7 separate regions of the Mus musculus genome follow, and regions 1, 2, 3, 5, 6 and 7 are each linked to region 4. A link is a contact called in public HiChIP or PLAC-seq data. All regions are on one chromosome and are shown on one strand. The core of a region is the stretch at or near the end of the contact, and the rest is flanking DNA. Distances in the headings are between cores, read along the strand shown. Region 1 has its middle 75 kb from the start of Gm22521. Region 2 has its middle 24 kb from the start of Gm30113. Region 3 has its middle 69 kb from the start of Gm30113. Region 4 holds the start of Myc (myelocytomatosis oncogene). Region 5 has its middle 56 kb from the start of Gm22521. Region 6 has its middle 30 kb from the start of Gm38563. Region 7 has its middle 33 kb from the start of Gm30113.

The links. HiChIP or PLAC-seq counts read pairs in DNA pulled down with a chosen protein or histone mark.
Region 1: a contact with region 4 is called in an H3K4me3 HiChIP or PLAC-seq map of the SCID.adh cell line, with 16 read pairs. The contact joins the enhancer-like site here to the promoter of Myc in region 4. A contact is called at or near these places in 3 of 39 promoter capture datasets (HPC-7-derived erythroid cells, embryonic stem cells and hematopoietic stem and progenitor cells), 2 of 15 datasets of contacts at CTCF or cohesin (the NIH/3T3 cell line and pro-B cells), 4 of 484 Hi-C or Micro-C datasets (the HPC-7 cell line, adipose-derived mesenchymal stem cells, bone marrow-derived macrophages and 1 more), 21 of 115 datasets of contacts at active chromatin or transcription factors (the NIH/3T3 cell line, the SCID.adh cell line, SST interneurons and 17 more) and 3 of 9 other capture datasets (embryonic stem cells, liver and macrophages).
Region 2: a contact with region 4 is called in an H3K4me3 HiChIP or PLAC-seq map of the SCID.adh cell line, with 9 read pairs. The contact joins the enhancer-like site here to the promoter of Myc in region 4. A contact is called at or near these places in 8 of 39 promoter capture datasets (cranial neural crest, embryonic stem cells, frontonasal cranial neural crest and 3 more), 2 of 15 datasets of contacts at CTCF or cohesin (the NIH/3T3 cell line and large pre-B cells), 8 of 484 Hi-C or Micro-C datasets (the N1E-115 cell line, cranial neural crest, embryonic fibroblasts and 1 more), 24 of 115 datasets of contacts at active chromatin or transcription factors (the 230-238 cell line, the NIH/3T3 cell line, the SCID.adh cell line and 18 more) and 4 of 9 other capture datasets (adipose tissue, embryonic stem cells, liver and 1 more).
Region 3: a contact with region 4 is called in an H3K4me3 HiChIP or PLAC-seq map of the SCID.adh cell line, with 16 read pairs. The contact joins the enhancer-like site here to the promoter of Myc in region 4. A contact is called at or near these places in 2 of 39 promoter capture datasets (HPC-7-derived erythroid cells and embryonic stem cells), 7 of 484 Hi-C or Micro-C datasets (the HPC-7 cell line, the P5424 cell line, adipose-derived mesenchymal stem cells and 4 more), 23 of 115 datasets of contacts at active chromatin or transcription factors (the NIH/3T3 cell line, the SCID.adh cell line, SST interneurons and 19 more) and 1 of 9 other capture datasets (macrophages).
Region 5: an H3K4me3 HiChIP or PLAC-seq map of the SCID.adh cell line shows a contact between it and region 4, with 21 read pairs. The contact joins the enhancer-like site here to the promoter of Myc in region 4. A contact is called at or near these places in 3 of 39 promoter capture datasets (the 3T3-L1 cell line, hippocampal neurons and pre-B cells), 15 of 115 datasets of contacts at active chromatin or transcription factors (the 230-238 cell line, CD8 T cells, the NIH/3T3 cell line and 11 more) and 2 of 9 other capture datasets (embryonic stem cells and pancreatic islet).
Region 6: a CTCF HiChIP or PLAC-seq map of the NIH/3T3 cell line shows a contact between it and region 4, with 8 read pairs. The contact joins the enhancer-like site here to the promoter of Myc in region 4. A contact is called at or near these places in 6 of 39 promoter capture datasets (the HPC-7 cell line, HPC-7-derived erythroid cells, cranial neural crest and 4 more), 3 of 15 datasets of contacts at CTCF or cohesin (the NIH/3T3 cell line and large pre-B cells), 2 of 484 Hi-C or Micro-C datasets (embryonic fibroblasts and myocytes) and 12 of 115 datasets of contacts at active chromatin or transcription factors (T-cell acute lymphoblastic leukemia, embryonic basal ganglia, embryonic forebrain and 9 more).
Region 7: a contact with region 4 is called in an H3K4me3 HiChIP or PLAC-seq map of the SCID.adh cell line, with 16 read pairs. The contact joins the enhancer-like site here to the promoter of Myc in region 4. A contact is called at or near these places in 11 of 39 promoter capture datasets (the 3T3-L1 cell line, the HPC-7 cell line, cranial neural crest and 6 more), 1 of 15 datasets of contacts at CTCF or cohesin (large pre-B cells), 8 of 484 Hi-C or Micro-C datasets (the CH12 cell line, bone marrow-derived macrophages, cardiomyocytes and 4 more), 21 of 115 datasets of contacts at active chromatin or transcription factors (the NIH/3T3 cell line, the SCID.adh cell line, acute myeloid leukemia and 18 more) and 1 of 9 other capture datasets (macrophages).

The regions. Positions count from the first base shown.
Region 1 is chr15:62,866,284-62,869,390 of GRCm38.p6, forward strand. No RefSeq gene overlaps it. Among named protein-coding and RNA genes, the nearest start is that of Gm22521, 75 kb to the left of the region's middle. Within about 2 kb of position 1,803, at least 1 of the 459 cell types and tissues checked has an H3K27ac peak or open chromatin away from gene starts, as enhancers often do. A contact at or near this core is called in the SCID.adh cell line, where this site is marked.
Region 2 is chr15:62,977,059-62,980,134 of GRCm38.p6, forward strand. No RefSeq gene overlaps it. Among named protein-coding and RNA genes, the nearest start is that of Gm30113, 24 kb to the left of the region's middle. Within about 2 kb of position 1,458, at least 3 of the 459 cell types and tissues checked have an H3K27ac peak or open chromatin away from gene starts, as enhancers often do. A contact at or near this core is called in the SCID.adh cell line, where this site is marked.
Region 3 is chr15:62,883,390-62,886,424 of GRCm38.p6, forward strand. No RefSeq gene overlaps it. Among named protein-coding and RNA genes, the nearest start is that of Gm30113, 69 kb to the right of the region's middle. Within about 2 kb of position 1,707, at least 14 of the 459 cell types and tissues checked have an H3K27ac peak or open chromatin away from gene starts, as enhancers often do. A contact at or near this core is called in the P5424 cell line, the SCID.adh cell line, T-cell acute lymphoblastic leukemia and 1 more, where this site is marked.
Region 4 is chr15:61,984,088-61,987,189 of GRCm38.p6, forward strand. Myc (myelocytomatosis oncogene) reads left to right here and starts at 1,254. Exons shown (of 3, transcript NM_001177352.1): 1 at 1,254-1,864.
Region 5 is chr15:62,847,582-62,850,842 of GRCm38.p6, forward strand. No RefSeq gene overlaps it. Among named protein-coding and RNA genes, the nearest start is that of Gm22521, 56 kb to the left of the region's middle. Within about 2 kb of position 1,905, at least 4 of the 459 cell types and tissues checked have an H3K27ac peak or open chromatin away from gene starts, as enhancers often do. A contact at or near this core is called in the SCID.adh cell line, where this site is marked.
Region 6 is chr15:61,125,900-61,128,955 of GRCm38.p6, forward strand. No RefSeq gene overlaps it. Among named protein-coding and RNA genes, the nearest start is that of Gm38563, 30 kb to the right of the region's middle. Within about 2 kb of position 1,427, at least 30 of the 459 cell types and tissues checked have an H3K27ac peak or open chromatin away from gene starts, as enhancers often do. A contact at or near this core is called in the NIH/3T3 cell line, embryonic fibroblasts, myocytes and 1 more, where this site is marked.
Region 7 is chr15:62,919,201-62,922,694 of GRCm38.p6, forward strand. No RefSeq gene overlaps it. Among named protein-coding and RNA genes, the nearest start is that of Gm30113, 33 kb to the right of the region's middle. Within about 2 kb of position 1,676, at least 29 of the 459 cell types and tissues checked have an H3K27ac peak or open chromatin away from gene starts, as enhancers often do. A contact at or near this core is called in the NIH/3T3 cell line, the SCID.adh cell line and uterus, where this site is marked.

The DNA of each region.
Region 1 (3,107 bases), core at 553-3,052, 880 kb after region 4:
AAGAAATCATTAATCTTATTTTATACAAATTGTAAATGGACTGATAATAATGTTAAGGAGACGGTATCTATACTTCACAATAGCTGCAATAATATAAAGTATCTTAGTGTAACTTTAATGAAGGAAGTGAGGACCTGTATAACAAGAATTTCAAGTCTCTGAAGAAAGAAACTGAAGAAGATATCAGAATATAGAAAACTTCCCATGCTCATGAATCAGTAGGATTAACATAGTGAAAATGGCCGCCTTACCAAAAGCAATCTACAGATTCAATGCAATTCCCATCAAAATTTTAACACACTACATTACAGATTTTGAAAGAATAATTCTCAAATTCATATGGAAAATAAAAAATCTGGGACAGCTAAAAACATTCCCAAACAACTAAAGATCTTCTGGAGGTATCATGACCTCATGCTGTACTACAGAGCAAGAGTAATAAAAACTGCATGATACTAGTATATAACCAGACAGGTTGATCAATGAAATTGAATTGAAGATGCTAAACTAAACCCACATACCTACGGACACTTGATTTTTGACAAAGAAACCAATCCTATACAATAGGAAAGGGAGAGCATACCAAAACTATACAATAGAAAGGGGAGAGCATCTTCAACAAATGGTGTTCATAGCCTCATTATTCCTAATACCAAAAAATAGAAACAACTCAGATGTCCCTCAACTGAAGAATGATAAAGAAAACATAGTTCATTTACACAATGAAGACTACTCAGCTATTAAAATCAAGGATATCATGAATTTTGCAGGGAAATAGTTGGAACTAGAAAATATCATCTTGAGTAATGTAATCCAGACACAAAAAGACATACATATATATCTTCACTTATATGTATTCACTTATAAGTGGATACCAGCCTGAAAGTACAGGATAAACATACTCTAATCCAAAAAACCAAAGAAACCAAATAACAAGGAAGAGCCAAGAAAGGGAGCTTGAATCTTTCTCAAAAGAGGAAATAAAATAGATATTAGAGGTGGATGGAAGAAGGGAACAGGGTTGGGGGAGGAGATGAGAAGGAGAGTAGCGTGGGGGTTCAGGGAGAACAATGGAGAAAGAACAAAACTCAGAGGTGGGTGCAGGGGGCAGTCATCTCTAAGACAGAGACATGAGATCAGGAAGGAAAAGTGGTAAGCACATCTATGAGGGTGACTGTAGCTAAGACCCCTAGCAATGGGGGATTTGGAGCCTGAAGTAACCATCTCCTCTAGCCAGGCAGGACTCCCAATGGAGGGGTAAAGACAACAAAAAACACTCCCACAAAACCTTCATCTCAATATAAGTCCTGCCTATAAGCTATGCAAGGGACAAAGATGGAGAATAGACTGAGGAAATGGCCAACCAATGACTGGGCCAAATTAATACCCATCCCATGGGCAAGAACCAGTTCCTGACACTATGTATGAATGATAGTCTCTTATGCTTGCAAACAGGAACCTAACATGACTGTTCTCTGAAAGGCTCTATGCAGCAGGGGACTGAAACAAATGCAGAGACCCATAGCCAAACATTAGATAGAGATCAGAGAGTCTTGAAGAAGAATTGGGAGGATTGAGGAACATGAAGAGGATATGGACTACACAGGAAGGCCAACACAGGCAACTAACATGGACTATTAGGGGCTTCCAGAGACTGGACTACCAACCAAAGAGCAACCATGGGCTTGACCTAAGCCCCCTTGCACATATGTAGTAGATGTGCAGCTTGGTCTTTATGAAGGTCCTTCAACAAATGAATCAGTGGCTGTGTCTGAATCTGTTGCTTGCCTGTGGATCTGTTCCCCTAACTGGTCCAATAGGTCTGTCCTCAGGGGGAGAGGATACATCTAGTCCTGCAGTGACCTGATGAGTACGGATGGGGTGATATATATGGTGGTTCCCCATTCTCAAAGGAGAAAGGGAGGGTGGATAAGGGAGGAACTGTGTGAGGGGTACTGGAAGGAGGGGTGGCTGATATTGGGGTATCAAAAGTGTGCAAAAGTGAAAGTAAAGATATTCTTCAAGAAGGGAAGCAATCACAGACAGAAGAAGCAAAAAGTAGATCATTTAAGTTCATTGTAAAATACAGACCCCAGTGCACTGAGCAACAAAGATGTTTTTAAACAGCAAATATGCCTTTACTAAAAATCAACTATATCACAGGCCATAGACCTAGTCTCAAAAAAAAAGGCAGATTTTAATTACACAGGGTAGTCACTGGAATTGAAAAAATTAAGCTATAAATTAATAACAGAAAGTCACAATTATATGAACTTCTCATGAGAGTCACAGCAGACATTAATAGCTATACTACCTATTCTGAACTCAGAATTATTTTATAGAGGAATTATTGTATAGAAGAGCGAATTACTATGATAAGACCAAAAAGCAATATATGCAATAAACCAGAAAATAAAGTGTCTTTATGAGCTCGAAATGTAAGCAACACAAGAAGAAGAGTAAGTAGCTAATGAAGGCATCAGGTACACACCTGGTGCATAAATATACATGCAAGTCAACACTCATACACATAAGCTCATAAAAAAAAAACTCAAATCTCAGTAGAGTTGCAATAAAGAAAGTTGTAACCAGAAGAGGGCATTGGAGATACCCTAGAACTGAAGTTACAGTTGTGAGCTAATAGGCGGGTACCAGAAATTGAACCTTGGATTTCTGAAAGATCAGCTTGTGCCCATAACCACTGAGCCATCTCCCTAGTCCTCTACAGATATTTTTTAAATTAATGTATTTTTAAAGTTATCAGGTATCCAAATATGACATGTTGCACATGTAAACTCTGTGACTAAGAGAGGGAAAAGTAGGAAAGTTACATCAATCTACAAACATATATGGAGTTTCTCAAGAAGTCTATAATTCCTAGCAAGAAGGTCAGAAATTGACAAGTGAAGTTCATAATTTTTCAGTTATAAAATCAAAAACCAGCAAAGGGAAAGTAAATGTATTGAAAAGGAAGGTGATCTAAATTTAATTATGAAATTCACACAGCCTGGTGTTACCTAAAAAGGGAGTCTCAGTTAAGTGTTGGCCAGGTCAGATTGGCCTTTGGCATATCTGTGGGGGATTGTCTTGACTATTAATTACTCTAC
Region 2 (3,076 bases), core at 208-2,707, 990 kb after region 4:
TAAAATGTTATCTTTGAGGTTTGTGAGCAAGTAACATAATGATTACCAAATACTTTATCAAGATTTAGGTTCTATAAATGATTATTGTTTTAACTGTTTGTGATAGGTGAGTTAGGAGACAATGCACAAATCTTCACATGAGTAACTTCTGGATCTTTAAAGGCAACACCCAGGTATCTTGGTAGAGTGGCAAGTGATTAGGGATATAGACATGGTCCAGGGTTTCCTTTACTAATTAACTCACATGTTTTAAGGTGTCACCTTTAGAAAGAACAAGCACATGGAGTTAGCAAACTTTGCTACAATTTAGTATTTTCTTAATTGTTCAGCAATTGTACATGTTTCCTTAAAACAACTGGAATCCGGTGCCCAGAGGAAAAAGGCTATACCTATGAGGTAGGGCTATCTGTTGTCTCTTGCCATGAAAAACAAAAACAAAAAACAAAAAACAAAAAACAAAAAACAAAAAACAAAAGACAAAAAACCCTGATCTTAGCAAGTCAAAACAGCACCTGTTCAGAATCTCACTGGACTGCAGGTAAGAAATCCTAGGTAACATAACTAGACTCTCTGCACAGTGTCTCAGAAGGCAGAGAGGTGTCATCTCACCATGTGGACCTTAGGTTCTCCTTCCAACCTCATTCCTGGAAGAACTGAAACCTTGGTGACTGTCAGATTGAGGGCTCTTTTTCTTTACTCTCAGTAAAGCTTTTCTCCCAGCTTATAGAGGCTTACTCAAGTCTTTAAACCTATCCCTTCCATGTTTAACATCAAGAGTGGTAGACTTCTTCTCACAGTTAGTTATCTTGGGCTTGCTCTGTTGCCACCAGCGATTAAGATCTTTTAATAGGACCTGAACTAAGAAAAGTATATTCAAGATAGAGAGAATGAAAGGGCGCATGCTTAAAGCAGGGAAGAGTTGCAATGGAACCTGAGAGGGAGATCACATCTTTTATTTAGATCAGTTTGTTACATAAGCTGACCGATTAAGAACTTACTATTTTTAAGTTGGATTTTTCGTTTTGGTGATTATTTTACAGTACTGGGAATTCGACTCAGCATCTTATGCATGTAAGGCAAGTGCTGCACTATTAAGTTGTGTAGACTCAGTCCGTCTACAGTTTAAGATAAAGAAGAACCTGAGACTTGAACAGGAAGACTTTATAGTTTTGTCATCTAGCGCCCTGTTCAACTGGATTCTCTTAACATCTAAGATCACTTTAAAATGGTAAATAAACTCTTCAAGAATTTCATACACGAATATGGGTTTCTACCATATCCACCCTCTACTCTTTCTCTCCAAGTCCTACTGGATCCAACACATATACTACATCCCTCTCTGAACGTCATGGACTCATTTCTCTTTTAAGAGCCACTGTATCCAGTGAGTACTGTACATGTCTTCATGTGTGTGTGTGTGGCCATGCACTGAAGCATGATCAGCCTTCTAAACTGATTCCTTTCTGACTAAGCATGTGAAAATGAAGAGCATGTGGACCTCATAAACATCACAGACATCATAAACAGTACAGCATGCTATGTTGGCCTGGCTTGGTCAGGAAAAGGGAGTGAACATCTCTCATTTCTTCTCTGGTGTCCTTTTCTCCAGCTAATAGCCCAGGCATCTTGTCCATGGACCAAACAACAGCTATTAGTTTTTAACATTTTGTGGGACTGTAACCATGTGAACAAATTAAACTCATATATCCTTTACCCAAAACATACTTAATAAACTACTAAGTTTCTCTTCACAGAGATCTTATTTGAATATTTGAACCTTTTAGAGACTGAGCATATGATTAATGGAATACAGGAAGACCTCGATATACTTACATATTACCACAATGCCAAGTCTCTTATGTTTTCTCCTGACTATTTGCTGCTATTGTTGTGTTTCTTAGCATCTCCTTTCCAAAGATCTTAGAGCTTAGACTAGACTGTTAAATAGAGAAATCTGGTAGATGTAAAAATAAGAGAAATCATCTCAAATAAAGCAATTTTCCATTCCATGAAGCTCAAAGCCATACAGGCCCATTGGGTGTTCATTTTTTTCCTGGCTGCTCCAATACCAATAGGCATAAAGAGGCAGAGATAAAAGACAAAGTGGGTGGGAGGAATCCAGGTACTGATAAACACCCTTTGAGGAAGGAATTCTTCTGCAATTTGATTAGGATTAGGAGATAGGAATGTTTACTGCTAAAAGGGGATGCATCAGGAAGCAATTTATTCAGGCAGAAAGGATCCAACACAACTCTTGGGCCTAAGTTTGGACTGATTCTGTCTGCAGAATACAGGGTAGCAGTTTTCAAATGTCTTGCCTAAGACCTATAGTACAAAATCTATGTTTGGTTTATATTCTGGACATAGGAACAAATGTATATTTAAGTGTGTTTTACCAAACCATATTTAGTGTGTGTGGTATGTACTAGAGGGTTTTTTTTTTCTTTTCTGTTCCAATTATTTTACATACCAGGTGAAGTCCATTTATAATTAATTGAGTCTGCCAGAGACAATTTCTTTTGTCCCTTAGCATAAAGAACATTAGACTACAAGTGGGTTCTGGAAAGCCTGTGAATTGGTTTTGAATTCTAGACTTGGTGATGTGAATTCCTGAGAAGGGAGCAGTTTGCATAACTTTTATGAGCATGTGACTGTCTAAAGAAATGGTAAATGGCTACTATCTACTTGATCAGGTAACTGCACTAAAGGAACTAGTTCTACATGAAATGTAATGTCTAAAAGCTCAGTGGTTGGGTTAAAAGATACTTTTGGCCCATTGACTCTTCCAGTAGGATTGACCACCAAGGTCATCCTTGACAACCAACAATCTTCACACCAGAAAGTATAGACAATAAAAGGTTATTGCAGTTTTTATGGTTGTGTACCTAGGAAACTGTGTGAACACATATGTGTGTCTATATGCAAAATAGTCACTAAATAGCTACATGCCTATGTGTGCATTGCTTTCAAGTATGTATGTGTGTGTGTGTATGTATGTATGTATGTATATGTTCAATATGTTACTTGGAAAGAGAGTTATAGCACATATTGGTTTTCTCATTGTCTGCTGAAAGTA
Region 3 (3,035 bases), core at 457-2,956, 900 kb after region 4:
ACTCTAGCTGCATATGTATCAAAAGATGGCCTAGTCGGCCATCACTCGAAAGAGAGGCACATTGGACACACAAACTTTATATGCCACAGTACAGGGGAACACCAGGGCCAAAAAAATGGGAATGGGTGGGTAGGGAAGTGGGGGGGGGAGGGTATGGGGGACTTTTGGGATAGCATTGGAAATGTAATTGAGGAAAATACGTAATAAAAATATATTAAAAAATGTTAAAGAAGCCAAACATGAAAAGCTACAAATTACAGGGCTGCCTTGTACTTTTTGAAAAATGCAGAAAAAAGTTGAACAAATACAAAAAGTTAAAAAAAAAAGAAAATAAATAAACAATTGTACTCCATGCAAAAGTCAAAAATGTCCAGAGAAATTCTAATGAATATACACAAAGAGTTATAAGAACAAAAGTATCAGACTGGTAAGTTAACAAACCAAGAGTTCAATATGGCATAGCAACTTGTGCAATGAATACTAGTAACCAATACCTGAGATTTAAATTGCACCTATATTTTATGGTAGCATGAAAGCATGGAATATTTTAGGACAAGTTGTGTAAAGTCAGATATGCAACCCCTGTACTCTAAAAGTTAAAAATTAACATTGAGCGGCAACTAAAAGAGACATAAGCTTGGTGGAAGCCACTGTACTGATGGATTGATACATCAATGGTCTCAGTCAAATTCCAAATTCAAGCAAGTATATACACAGTCATACAAAATTAATACTGACAATCAGAGGACCTAAAACAGGCAGCACAATTTTGTAAAAGAATAATGTCGGAAGAACACATAAAAGAATTGGTTTAAGGAGACCCCTATGGAAGAGTTACGGGAAGGAAAGAAGCAATTGAAGGTGATAGCAACTCCACAGGAAGACCAATAGTGTTAACTAACCTGAACCCTCAGTCTCTGAGCTTCCCGAGACTGAGCCACCAATCAAATAGCACACCCAGGCTTATCTGAGAGCCCTGGCACATATGTAGCGGAGGGCTGCCTTGTTAGCCCTCAATGGGTAAGGATGCATCTAATCCTGCAGAGACTTGATACCTCAGGGCAGGTGGATGCCTGAGGCAGGACACCCTCTCAGAAGTGAAGGGGAAATGGAAGAAAGAACTCTAGAAGGGGGAACCGGGAGGGGAATAACATTTGGGATGTAAAAAAATAAATTATTATTATTAATAATTAGTAATAATAGTAATAGAGGCATTCAGCCTTTCTTCTTAAAAGACCCTTCTCTGCTTTGACATAAGAGTCAAGTATCAAGACTCACTAAAAATATAGATGAGAGACTGGGTCAGCAAATTTGGCTTCTATGCAAATAAAGAAAGCAGCTGATTTTTTTTTTCATTACATAAGATTGCATTTGTCATACAAACACACAAAGCACTTCGGAGCCTCTAACTCCCATTCCTCTCTGTTCTCCCTCTCCCTGCTCCTTCTGTTAGTTGTCCTTCCTCTCCAGAGACTTTGCCTCTCTGTGTCACCTGTATGTTTCTAATTTCATGTATCTAAATACTAGAACCCCAAAATTACAGATCACACAATCCTTACCTATCTGAGGCTGATTTAATTCTCATAATTAATAGGTGAATGTGTCAGAATGCCACAAAAGAATATGAGCCCTCTTATGCTTCCTGGCCTGAAGCTCAGAGTGTGATAAATGGTCCTCAGGCTGACACACCCAGTCAACTTTGCCACAGATAGCAAAGTGACTGAGGAGAGAGTCTCCCCTTAGGGCCCTATATGAGAGTGTCACAGGACTACACACATCCTGAACAGACCTTCTATAAGTTTCTTCCTCACCTTCTACCTAAAAATGTGGAATGAAGACCCCACAGCAGTGACTGACCCATGGACACATAGCCAAGAGGTCAGCATTATCCCACCTCATACATAACTCACTTCCTCTTAGGTTCAATGAACTCTAATAAAAGACTTCTGAAGAGAAACTACTGAGTCCCAGGTTACCTTAACAGTCTCTGCCATTGTATGCTCTTGTTTTGTGAAAGTCAAGGTGATTTAGACATAGCTGCAAAACCTGCGAAGTCAGGTGGTTTCTTATCAATAGCCTTATATGGTGATGGCAGAGTCTTCCGTTTATTTTCTGTCAGCTGTGAACTGAATTGTGGCACTTTCTCAAGAACAAGGGCATGGCTTCCTGAGGTTACATAAAAGAAGTTCCTTAAGACGTACCAACTGGTCTTGCTCTCCCTTATTGTCACAGTACCATTTTTCTGAGTAAAAAATAGCATCTCTTGGTGCTCAGGCACCAACACTGCATTATCCTGTATGGCCTTAAACCTGCCATTACCTGCGTGTGTGGTTTTGAGGGGGTTTGTCTATTCTAGCTAAATTGCATTCTTGTTGCTTGTGGGCACAGGTGTCATCTGGCTCCTTATGATCTGTTGCTGTAATTAAAACCCAGTTCTTGTACTACAAACTTCCCACATTTATTTATAAACCTCAAGGAACACCCACCTCTTCATATATCTTAACACATCTGGTAGGTGAGTAAGAGAGCTTTTAGGCTTGTTCCAAAAACTAATGTACACTTATCTGATCTAGAAACTTTGTTAACATATAGCCATATCTTCTTTCAACATGTCCTGTGTTATATCAGCAGGGTGTTTTTTTCCTTCCCTCTCCTAGTCCTGAAAAGGAAATACCAGAAAGCCTCTCCTTGAAGATTGGATATACAGAAGCTTTCAGAACTTTGAGATTTCTACTTTCAATGGAGAAAATACCTCATGCCTCTTACACACTGGATTCCTCAAAGATATTCCTTTTTTTTTTTCCGTAATAAAAATGTTTATTTAGGTTTGGTCAGTACAGGTGAGATATACTGGAGTCACAGGGCAATATGCATTAACAGGACACAGCAGTTCATAAAAACTTAGTAACTATGCACACAGATTTCTTAACATTCAGTCACCTAAAGATGAATGCGTTTTATTTGGTTCCTTTTTTTTTTTAATTGCTTCAATACCTCTGCCACTTTGAAAATTGTAACAGTTAATTACTTTGAAT
Region 4 (3,102 bases), core at 4-2,503:
GCAAAAATGTAACGTTACTTTGATCTGATCAGGGCCGACTTTTTTTTTTAAGTGCATAATTACGATTCCAGTAATAAAAGGGGAAAGCTTGGGTTTGTCCTGGGAGGAAGGGGTTAACGGTTTTCTTTATTCTAGGGTCTCTGCAGGCTCCCCAGATCTGGGTTGGCAATTCACTCCTCCCCCTTTCTGGGAAGTCCGGGTTTTCCCCAACCCCCCAATTCATGGCATATTCTCGCGTCTAGCGCCTTGATTTTCCCCACCCCAGCTCCTAAACCAGAGTCTGCTGCAAACTGGCTCCACAGGGGCAAAGAGGATTTGCCTCTTGTGAAAACCGACTGTGGCCCTGGAACTGTGTGGAGGTGTATGGGGTGTAGACCGGCAGAGACTCCTCCCGGAGGAGCCGGGTAGAGCGCACCCGCCGCCACTTTACTGGACTGCGCAGGGAGACCTACAGGGGAAAGAGCCGCCTCCACACCACCCGCCGGGTGGAAGTCCGAACCGGAGGTGCTGGAGTGTGTGTGTGGGGGGGGGGGGGAATCTGCCTTTTGGCAGCAAATTGGGGGGGGGGGTCGTTCTGGAAAGAATGTGCCCAGTCAACATAACTGTACGACCAAAGGCAAAATACACAATGCCTTCCCCGCGAGATGGAGTGGCTGTTTATCCCTAAGTGGCTCTCCAAGTATACGTGGCAGTGAGTTGCTGAGCAATTTTAATAAAATTCCAGACATCGTTTTTCCTGCATAGACCTCATCTGCGGTTGATCACCCTCTATCACTCCACACACTGAGCGGGGGCTCCTAGATAACTCATTCGTTCGTCCTTCCCCCTTTCTAAATTCTGTTTTCCCCAGCCTTAGAGAGACGCCTGGCCGCCCGGGACGTGCGTGACGCGGTCCAGGGTACATGGCGTATTGTGTGGAGCGAGGCAGCTGTTCCACCTGCGGTGACTGATATACGCAGGGCAAGAACACAGTTCAGCCGAGCGCTGCGCCCGAACAACCGTACAGAAAGGGAAAGGACTAGCGCGCGAGCAAGAGAAAATGGTCGGGCGCGCAGTTAATTCATGCTGCGCTATTACTGTTTACACCCCGGAGCCGGAGTACTGGGCTGCGGGGCTGAGGCTCCTCCTCCTCTTTCCCCGGCTCCCCACTAGCCCCCCTCCCGAGTTCCCAAAGCAGAGGGCGGGGAAGCGAGAGGAGGAAAAAAAAATAGAGAGAGGTGGGGAAGGGAGAAAGAGAGATTCTCTGGCTAATCCCCGCCCACCCGCCCTTTATATTCCGGGGGTCTGCGCGGCCGAGGACCCCTGGGCTGCGCTGCTCTCAGCTGCCGGGTCCGACTCGCCTCACTCAGCTCCCCTCCTGCCTCCTGAAGGGCAGGGCTTCGCCGACGCTTGGCGGGAAAAAGAAGGGAGGGGAGGGATCCTGAGTCGCAGTATAAAAGAAGCTTTTCGGGCGTTTTTTTCTGACTCGCTGTAGTAATTCCAGCGAGAGACAGAGGGAGTGAGCGGACGGTTGGAAGAGCCGTGTGTGCAGAGCCGCGCTCCGGGGCGACCTAAGAAGGCAGCTCTGGAGTGAGAGGGGCTTTGCCTCCGAGCCTGCCGCCCACTCTCCCCAACCCTGCGACTGACCCAACATCAGCGGCCGCAACCCTCGCCGCCGCTGGGAAACTTTGCCCATTGCAGCGGGCAGACACTTCTCACTGGAACTTACAATCTGCGAGCCAGGACAGGACTCCCCAGGCTCCGGGGAGGGAATTTTTGTCTATTTGGGGACAGTGTTCTCTGCCTCTGCCCGCGATCAGCTCTCCTGAAAAGAGCTCCTCGAGCTGTTTGAAGGCTGGATTTCCTTTGGGCGTTGGAAACCCCGGTAAGCACAGATCTGGTGGTCTTTCCCTGTGTTCTTTCTGCGTCTTGAATGTAGCGGCCGGTTAGGACAGTCTTTCTTCCATTCCTGTGCTTTTGACACTTTTCTCAAGAGTAGTTGGGGTAGGCTGGGGTAGATCTGAGTCGGGGTAGAGCGACTTGTCAAGATGACAGAGGAAAGGGGAAGGGAAAAACCGGGATGCATTTTGAAGCGGGGTTCCCGAGGTTACTATGGGCTGACGCTGACCCGGCCGGTTGGACATTCTTGCTTTGCTACATTAATTGATATGTGTCCTTTGAGGGGTCAAACCGGGAGGTCGCTTCGTGGTGGCCAAAGAAAGCCCTTGGAATCCTGAGGTCTTTGGAGAAGGGATTACCTTTTGCGTTTGGGAGCGAGAAGGCTCCGTAGCTTCTGACTTACCAGTCTCTGAGAGGGCATTTAAATTTCAGCTTGGTGCATTTCTGACAGCCTGGGACCGACACGGAGGTGCGTCCCGCCCGCCAATCCCCGGCGGCGATCGCAACCCGTCCCTGAGCCTTTTAAGAAGTTGCTATTTTGGCTTTAAAAATAGTGATCGTAGTAAAATTTAAGCCTGACCCCCGCGGCACTAGGACTTGATGTTGGGCTAGCGCAGTGAGGAGAAGCAAAATTGGGACAGGGATGTGACCGATTCGTTGACTTGGGGGAAACCAGAGGGAATCCTCACATTCCTACTTGGGATCCGCGGGTATCCCTCGCGCCCCTGAATTGCTAGGAAGACTGCGGTGAGTCGTGATCTGAGCGGTTCCGTAACAGCTGCTACCCTCGGCGGGGAGAGGGAAGACGCCCTGCACCCAGTGCTGAATCGCTGCAGGGTCTCTGGTGCAGTGGCGTCGCGGTTTAGAGTGTAGAAGGGAGGTGTCTCTTATTATTTGACACCCCCTCCCCTTTTATTTCGAGAGGCTTGTGATAGCCGGAGACTGAGCTCTCTCCTCCAAGTCAGCAATCGGAAAGAAAAGCCGGCAAAGGAAGGAAGGGGGCGCGCTGGGGGTGGAGAAAGAGGAGGGCGGAGAGGGGCGGCGGCGCCGGCTGGGTAGGAGCGCGGCGACGGCGCGAATAGGGACTCGGACCCGGTCGGCGGCGCAGAGAGCCGGCACACGGGAGGGGGCCGAGCGACGCGGCGCCTCTCGCCTTTCTCCTTCAGGTGGCGCAAAACTTTGCGCCTCGGCTCTTAGCAGACTGTATTCCCTACAGTCGCCTCC
Region 5 (3,261 bases), core at 655-3,154, 860 kb after region 4:
CTAAAAGATATGACTTGAAATTCTAAAGAGGTGAAATTTCAATATTAGAATTTATATTTTTATGGAAAGTAATGAGTCAACAATGAAGAGATAGTATTGTTGAAATAGCAATAGTGTCTCTGGGCATTGAGCACCTTAAACAGTTCTCTTTTAAACCTTTCGCTACCACTGTCATTTCAGACTTTCAAGATCTTATTTCAGGTCTCTGTAAGCATTTTGGGAGTCATTAAGTCATTCATTTTCTGTGTGAGAATCTTTCTGTCAAAGCCTGGTGCAAAAAATAATATTTTTATACTACATACAGGTAAGAAACTTATTCAAGGACAGTAAGCTTAAATTCCTTCAAGATTACCTTTAGTACTTATCTGAACCTTATTCCTTACATCCCGACAAAAACACGCACACAATCACACTTTGCTACTAGAATATAGTATTTTATAGAAGCAAAACTAATCATTAAGTATTTCTACTTGGCATCATATCTCCTCTAGTTTCTTAAGTTTTATTCAGTTATTTAATTGCCTAGGCCAAAGCTTGAATGTTTCTATTTTAATATACTTTTGATCAAATAATAAATTATATTTGCTCTAGCTTCAAAATTCATTGAGAATCTATCTACATTGACTGCCACTAATTTTAAAACTATATACCATAGTCTATGTCATTATTTTCCAAACTGTTTTAACCAAGGACTATGAGGACATACCTCAAATCTTTGACCCTGAAGTATAACTTTAAATAGATCTCTTCATATTACAAATTAAATAGTTGAGCTAAAAGACTATTACTGCTTAATTTGACTGTATTTTTATGGTTGACATGGGAATTTCCTTGGGAAAAATGCTTTAACGTTTTTACTGAAGATTTCATTAAAAAGTGAATAATGACATTATTGTACAAAATGGCTGTCAATAGTATGTTCTCTCCCAATAGAACACCGTAAAAACCTCTGGCACTTCTATTCACTACTGGAAAAACTGTAAAGACTATGGATCAAGAATCATAACTTTTTAAATCATGGTAATGTTTTCACTTCCTAATATTTAAACTTGTGAAGAGTTTTCACCTCTAACTGGCTAACTGCAAACTATCAGAGATAAATATTATGAGGATTTGATAGGAAATCTAAAGAAACGTCCTATTTTGTGTGTGTGTGCGTGTGGGTATTTGTGTGGGTGTGGGTGTGGGTGTGCGTGTGCGTGTGCCATTGATACTGTCCTATGAGAAAGGATGAAAACCTAAATCAATAACTAGAGGATTTCATTACACCTAACTCTAAAATATTTCTTACATAGCATTCCAGGGTCATTTGTAGTCTACTCCAGTGTTGGTCAAGATGCCTACTAGCAATTCCTGACTTAAAGGCATGTCATTGAGAAAAGTGTAAGCAAAGAGACAGGGTTAACACACAATAGCAACAACTAAACAAAAACAAAAATCAGGTCAATTATCTATACTCTGTGACAATGAAAGGAAGTAAGATCAACATAAGAATTTGAGTTACTGTGTCTAAGAAATGTTATGGGCTTTGGTGACAGAAAGGACATTTCCTGTAGCATAGTGAATTTTAATTATACACTGCCCTAAGTCATGCACTATTGCTTTTTTTTACCTTTCTTCATACCTTAGCAACAACGGAGGCTACTGATCTTGCTTTCTGACTGGCAAGGACCCAACAAGGTATGAGATCAAACCGTAGTTAATGCATAAGTGACTCTAGGTAGTGCTCTGACTTAAAAAAGGTGGCTTTTGTCCCTAAGCCCTAGCCTCAAGGATCCTGATAGAAACAATTAAGAAATATGTCTCTTGGCACCTTGCCTGGAGAGTGTAGTAGAGTTGGAACTAGTGACTTGGGTAAAGGAGAGCCAGCTTTGAGGGCATGAAAGTGGGAGAGCTGGCTTGACCTCTAGCTGGGATAGAGCTGGAGAGCTGGCCTTGGTGGTGTGAGTGTGGGAAATCTGACCTAGATGCCATGAGCACTGGAGAGCCAATCTTACCCCTTGCCAGTTGCCACAAGCAGGAGAGCTGGCCCTGTCCTTCACTTGAGCAAAGTAGGAGAGCTGGCATGGTGCCACCAACCAGGTCTAAGTTCAGCACTTCAGTTGGCCTAACCCTAGCATTTACTCATCTTTGAAGTGCTAGAGCTCATGAAGGGGCCAGTACTACAGAACCAAAGCTACAGGATCTCCATGGCACAGTAAAACAACAGGATATTTGAGAGGAATTCACATGAAGATCCAGTAATGATAGAGTTTCTGAAACCAGAGGCTTTGAATCAGAACAATGACTCACTGTAATGAACATTTGCAAGTAAAGCTATTTGGGCAAAAGGGTTTGACACACCACAGATTCTATAGCAATGTGGTTTTTGTTTATTATTATTATTATTATTATTATTATTATTATTATTATTATTATTATTTAGAGAGGTTGCAAAGGAGGAGGGTGGCTTTAGAGGGACAGAGAGATGAGTAGTTTGGGATGGATGTTGCAAAACTCACAAAGACTCAATAAAAACTAAAAAAGAAAAAAAGGAAAAAGAAAAACAGCCATCATACCTGAACAAGTAGCTTTTGGCCAATGACACACAAGAGGCTGGACTATGCCACAAGTAATGTGACTTTTATTTTCCCTTCCTATATGTACAAACAGTTCTAAAACACAGCATTAGTCAATAGACTCTTTGAAGTCAGTTATATTTGTTACAAAGCAGTGGCTGCTAGGCAGATGCCAGCAAGAGCCTGCTGATAGGAGCCTGATATAGCTGTCTCCTGCAAGGCTCTGCCAGTGCCTGGCAAATACAGAAGTGGATGTTCACAGTCATCCATTGGACGGTGCACAAGGTCTCCAATGAAGGAGCCAGAGAAATACCCAGGGTGCTGAAGGGGACTGAAGCCCCATAGGAGGAAGATCAATATGAACTAACCAGTACCTTCAGAGCTCCTTGGAACTATACCACCAATCAAAGAAAACACATGGTGGGACTCATGGCTCCAGCTGCATATGTAGCAGAGGATGGCCTAGTCGGTTATCAATGGGAGGAGAGGTCCTTGGTTCTGTGAAGGCTCTAGGCCCCAGTATATGGGAATGTCAGGACCAGGAATGGGAGTGGGTGGACTGGGGAGTAGGGGGAGCAGGAAGGGGATAGGGGATTTTTCTGAGGGGAAACTAGGAAAGGGGATAACATTTGAAATGTAAATAAAGAAAATATATAATTTTTTAAAAAAAGCAGTGGCTGGTTTGGTGATACATCACTGAGTT
Region 6 (3,056 bases), core at 177-2,676, 860 kb before region 4:
ACACAGGCCTCCTTTGATTTCGTACTGTTCTCTGTATGACTTGTCTAACATCAACCATTCTTTAGCTTTGGGAAGAAAGACACTTCAAGAGACTGTTGACATGACTGGTGGCCTTTCACATCCAATCAAAGGAGTTTATAATCAAAAAAGAGGTAAAAGGAAGAGACCACTGCTCCCTACCCAAACTAGGACAAATCACACAGGTATGGGCTAAAATCCCCAGACTTTCACTTTGTCTGGAAACCGGGATACTGACCCTGTTATTTCTCCCAGAGTCACATTCTCAGATGTGCCGACATAATGGGGATCTCCAGGGCTTGTTCCCCACCTCCCTGAGAATGCTACCAGAATTCCCTTCTGCTAAACCTCATATACCTATCATGTCTGTTGTCACTTGTCTCATGTTTGTCTTTCACTTAGAAACAAAGTCACAGAACGCTTAGAGCATGCATCTTGGAGCAAATGTGTTCAAGGTTCAAGCTTCTACTATTCCCTTACTTTACTTGGTCATTCAGACTTAATACAACATACATGACCATCTGTGTAGGCCTCATGATGCATGGAAACCTCCAAACAAAAGTTATTAGCTGTGGTTATAATGCTTTAACTGAATGAATGGAAGTGGGCTGACTGAGTTCAATTTTTTTGACATTTTTGTTACATGGCTCCATAGGTAGCCACCATAGCCTTAGTCTTCAGTGGCTATAAATTTGGAATAATCACGATGTCTATTTTGGAGAAGCTGGTATGGAAGTGGTGGAGAGAAAGTGAATAGTTTTGCCCCTGATCTCAGAAGGCTTTCAGTAGAACCAACTCTCCACTTTCAGCACTTAGTCTGAGGCTGACATCTAGTAGGAACTGTTAGAGTTATAGATTCTAACTTTCTTGCCTAATAATTCCCTTCACACTCACCTCTCCAAACAGATGCACATACACACACATGCCATAGCCTCTTACCACTTACATACACGTCTCATATACACACATACCTCCCACAACACATGATGTTCACCAGACCACATTTTCCATATATACTATGCATTGTGTATCTTCTGAACACCCACATACACATACTATAGACAAAAGCACCACATATATCATACACACTATATACATATGAACAAACACCATTCAATACACACATCGATGAATCACAACCACAAGACATACTTCCACAGATATATACAATATGCAAACATAGCACTCACAACATAGGTACACAACTAAGATACTGGACACACATATAGTCTACTCATACACACACACACACACACACACAGAGAGAGAGAGAGAGAGAGAGAGAGAGAGAGAGAGAGAGAGAGAGATTTCTCTCAGCTACTCAGCTGAGCCTAGAGGAACTGTGCACTGTGCAGGTTTCATGATACAATGATTCAGCTTGCAGGCCTGTTGCTGCAGGCAGGAGGTTTCCCATCAGCTGTAGCCACCTCCCTGGAAAGGCATGTGGGAAGAATTCCAAATTCATAGTTTAGCCTGAGGAAAAGGGTGTGGAGTTATGATATTTTCCCTTTACAGATTGTTAAATAACATGGGCCTAAGCCAATACATCATTTCTCCAAGTTGAGGTATAGGTGAGGCTGTTTACCCTTTCTGAAGTTCTGCAGAGCTCTAATGAATTCTGTGTCATCATTTGCTACATTTCCTCTAGAGCAAGGAGCTATGAGCAAAAGTCATCATAGCCACAGGGTCCCACTGCGAGTTGTGCTCTGGATAATCTCTCTCATTCAGGGGTCTTAAAGCATTTCCCATTTTTAAGATACCTAGCCATGGCCCTCAACACATGGACCTCAGTCCAACTGAAATTAGCATCAGGCATTTGCCTTGTTCTGGTGAAGATCTAGAGAGTCAAATTTGGAAGAGCAAGTTTGATGGTTCTGATACAGACGGAAACACAAACAACACTCAGGGAAATCCCAGATTTCCTTGGTTCCTGGGTGGAAAAACTCACCCTCAGTCATTTAAAACCATCTGAGGCAGGGAGTTGACAGCACGGCGAGAACCAGGCCTCATGTCTTCCTGCAGTGGGTCTACTGTTTTTCAAGTATTTTAGTCCAAGTCACTGATTTTTCTTCCTTTTAGATCACTAAGAACTTTAGATACACTCAGGTAGAAGCAGTAGAAATCATTGAGCTTTCCTCCAAGGGCAAATGGATTCTCCTGGGGAGCCAGTACCCCTGAGGGAGTCAGTTTTGCCTATAGAAGTAATTTATTTTATGTCAAGTCTACTGGCTAGCACCAATTCTCAGCCAAGCTGGACAACTTCCAGCTGCAGAGGCTTAAGAAGGAAGGATTGAATTTCCGTGTCAGGTTCCCTTGTGCCTTACTGTTCAGAAACCAAACTTCTCCAAAGAAAGGCACCTCAAAAGTTCATCGACTTTCTGGAAAGGCAGATCTGTTGTCAGAAATTGCAAGCCCTAACTCTGGCCCATGATCTGTTTTATAAATAAAGTTTTATGGGAAAAAAAGTCCAGCAATTCATTTATGTATTTTCTTATGTTGTATGTGTGCAAAAATGGCAGAGTTGCAACATAGACCATACAACTGAAACATCTTCAAATACTTACCATCTGCATTTTAATGGGAAATATTTGTTAATATTGGCTTAGATTGTTGCTTGGGATAATTCTGGGGGCCTTGAAACATATAATTGAATTGATCAGCCAAAAGAAAGTAACATAAACTACTATGCTGAATAGCACATCATGTTGGTATGATCACAGAATTGTAAAGACTCTGGGAAACTGTCTTGGTCACTTCTGAGACTTATTTAGTAGATGGTTAATCTTTTCATTAGATGTAATGAATAGTGTTTTATTTCAAGGATTCTGTTGGAGGATGTATTAAATATACACTAAGTCAGGTCTTTATTAAGCACCAGGCATTTCTTACATACTGTGTCCTTCCTCTTTCTAACCTAGTATTACATATGGTTGGCTTTGAGCCATGATTACATACAGAGCTTTCCTTTCTGGATCTAGCACCTTGATGAAAACAGGGATGGAAAGCTAGGCTCAGGACTGAGAGATATGTCCAGACAC
Region 7 (3,494 bases), core at 426-2,925, 940 kb after region 4:
TCCTTTTCTGTAGTCCTTTTAGTAAGTTCTCTCTTCTCACAAATTTTCTACAAAGCAACCAGTAGAGATGGTTTGAGCTGGACATCCAAGGTAAAAAATCTATAGCTTATAGCACCTTAGGAATAGGACAGAAAATTCTCTACACAGAGACTATTCACTTCCCCTTCTTCTCCTTGATCCTTTGGTGTTACTGATGTGAGCTGCTTTTCCTACTGTTTGACTCCAACATACACTGGCTATTTATAGACCACTTATGCAATCTGCAGGGACTTTTCCACACAGTAACACATTCCATCTGCACAAGCAGCCTGCAGAGTAATTATTATGAGCCACACTTCAAAGATGAGAGCATGCAGGAGGCTCCAAAAGGTGATGATTTGCCCCAAGATCAATGGTTCATAAATGTATAGTCATGATCTGACCTGAGAGTTTTGTGTTTTTGAACATACCATGACCTTCTCACTATGGTTACCATGAATGTGACCTACAGTAGGCATCACACACTCAACTCAATAACAGATCTGACTCTGAGAAGCAGGATATGCTTGGTTTCCAAAATGAACCTTTGACACAATCAATCTCTCTCTCTCTCTCTCTCTCTCTCTCTCTCTCTCTCTCTCTCTCTCTCTCTGACAGGATGTTCAAGCTACAGGGAAGTTGAAGCTAGGAAAGATATTTAAAAAGAAGAAATAGAAGCCACTACATCTCCAGCTGTCTTCTTAGTTGGGGAAGTAGATATAAATTGTTTGTACTGAGAATGTATTGAGTTTGTGTGTGTGTGTGTGTGTGTGTGTGTGTGTGTGTGTAATATGAAAAATGGTAAAAACACTTACACAAAGAGATGGGATGAGAAACGATGAAAGGAAGATAGACTGATCTATATCATTCCCATCCTTGCCAAGAAGAAGAGAAAAATAAACTGCTGGTGATAGAATAAAGCAAGGAATTGCTCAGAGTCACGGAGTGTGACGAACTGAAGAAAGCCAAAGCAGATCCTGGATGCTCTTATTTAGTGACTTCACTGAAGAAAGGTAGGTTTGGTCTAATCTCTCCCCATCTCACCTCAAAACTTGACCATCAGTTCGCTCTTTGAACAACTGAAAAATAAGAAGTTTCAAGGAACCCCATGAAGAAGATATGAGCTGTAGACTCAGATTGTAATGATTGAGCTAGCCCTTGTGATAGAGGCCCTTGTGATAGCAGCCCTGTGAAAGCACTGGACACACTGACTTTCTCAATGACTAATGCTAATCCTGGAAATAATGTGTTTTACTCAGTGCCCTTGATGAAGAGAAGGAAAATAAGTGCACATAGCATTCTGGCTTGGAGTTACAGGACTCGGTGTTGCCTTTTGAAGTTCATGAGGTCTCTAAGTCATGTGACTATTTAGGTGCCTTATGCATGAAGCAGGAGAGCCACTGTCTATTAGATACATCTCCTGCTCTGCCACCCTGATTTCTGGGCAAACAGCAAAGACTATGCCTCTGAAAGTATTTAGCCATGAGTCACTGAAGTCTAGAGAAAAGAAATGAGAGGCACTTAATTAGACCGCCTGACTTCAGTTCAGTTCTAGAATTTTGTTTTAGTCCTAAATTAGTGTGAGCATGTCCCTGAAGGAGCTATAAATCAGTCTCACAAATGAACTCAGCACACAGGAGAAGAAGCACAAAGAACAGCAGACTGTGAGCATGTTAGCATCTGGGCAAGCATGGACCAGACTGATTCTCCTTGGATTTCCTTATAAGGGTATGACTGACCTTAGGAATGACTGCAAAGCTTAGTTTAGCTCAGCTCAATAGACATTTATTGAGATCCACTATCCTCTAACATCTGATGTGGGATCTGGCAGTAATAGCATGAGAATAATGATAGTAGTGATTGCTCTTTATTTAGCACGTTCTACTTTTAGCCAAGCAATAACAAAAATATTAAAAGTGTTCTCTTATTTAATCATTACAACAACCCTATAATGCACATTCTGTTAATATCACAGGAGATGTAGGATTTCAGCAATTGTCTACTCAAACACATATGCCTAGAAATATAAGCAAGTCCAATTCCAATCTAGATTTGAGTTCTTAATATTACGTGTGAGGGTTTGCCAGTTTGCAAGCTGTTGACCAAAACTCATCTCTACACTTTCCAAAGCACATAGCAAGGCACCATTTCCTAGCTTGTTCTCAATTAGTTCTATTCATTTGTGCCTTCTCTCTGGTGGATCCTAAGTAGGAATGGCAATAGCATGCATGCTACAAAGACTGAGATTTACAAATGACACAGCTTTATTGCGTTCCATATCCTGGATAACAGTGAAAATCAGTGCTGATGGATAACACCGGAAACCAGGAGCCTGGTGGATTCAATCATAGCACAAAAAATATTCAGATACCGATCAGGAGCATTATCTTTGTTCTGCCACAGAAAATGGTTATACAAATTTATGAACTATCTAACATGAACAAATCATTATTTTTATCTTTGAAAAAAATAAGCCATCAGATAGTTTTCAATTGTTTATGTTTATTTGCTGTCTGGCAGCCCCAGATTTTGAAGTTAGGGACTTATTCTCACAAAATATCCTGGAATAGAGCTACATATAACTACATATGAACATGTTTTATATGCTTTTGACACATTACACACACATACACACACACACAATATATATATGTATGTACATGTATGAATATGTACACACACACACACACACACATATATATATATATATATATAATATTTGTTTGCTTGATTGCCTTTTCTTTCATTATACTATTTTATATCACTAAAACCTTAGCTCTGCCCCATTAAAAAATGGGGCTCAGAGCTAAACAAAGAATTCTCACCTGAGGAATACTGAATGGCAGAGAAGCACCTGAAAAAATGTTCAACATCCTTAATCATCAGGGAAATGCAAATCAAAACAACCCTGAAATTCCACCTCACACCAGTCAGAATGGCTAAGATCAAAAATTCAGGTGACAGCAGATGCTGGCGAGGATGTGGAGAAAGAGGAACACTCCTCCATTGTTGGTGGGATTGCAGGCTTGTACAACCACTCTGAAAATCAGTCTGGTGGTTCCTCAGAAAATTGGACATAGTACTACCGGAGGATCCAGCAATACCTCTCCTGGGCATATATCCAGAAGATGTCCCAACCGGTAAGAAGGACACATACTCCACTATGTTCGTAGCAGCCTTATTTATAATAGTCAGAAGCTGGAAAGAACCCAGATGCCCCTCAACAGCAGAATGGATACAGAAAATGTGATACATTTACACAATGTAGTACTACTCAGCTATTAAAAAGAATGAATTTATGAAATTCCTAGGCAAATGGATGGACCTGGAGGGCATCATCCTGAGTAAGGTAACCCAATCACAAAAAAACTCACACAATATGTACTCACTGATAAGTGGATATTAGCCCCAATCCTAGGATACCCAAGATATAAGATTCAATTTGCTAAACATATGAAACTCAAGAAGAATGAAGA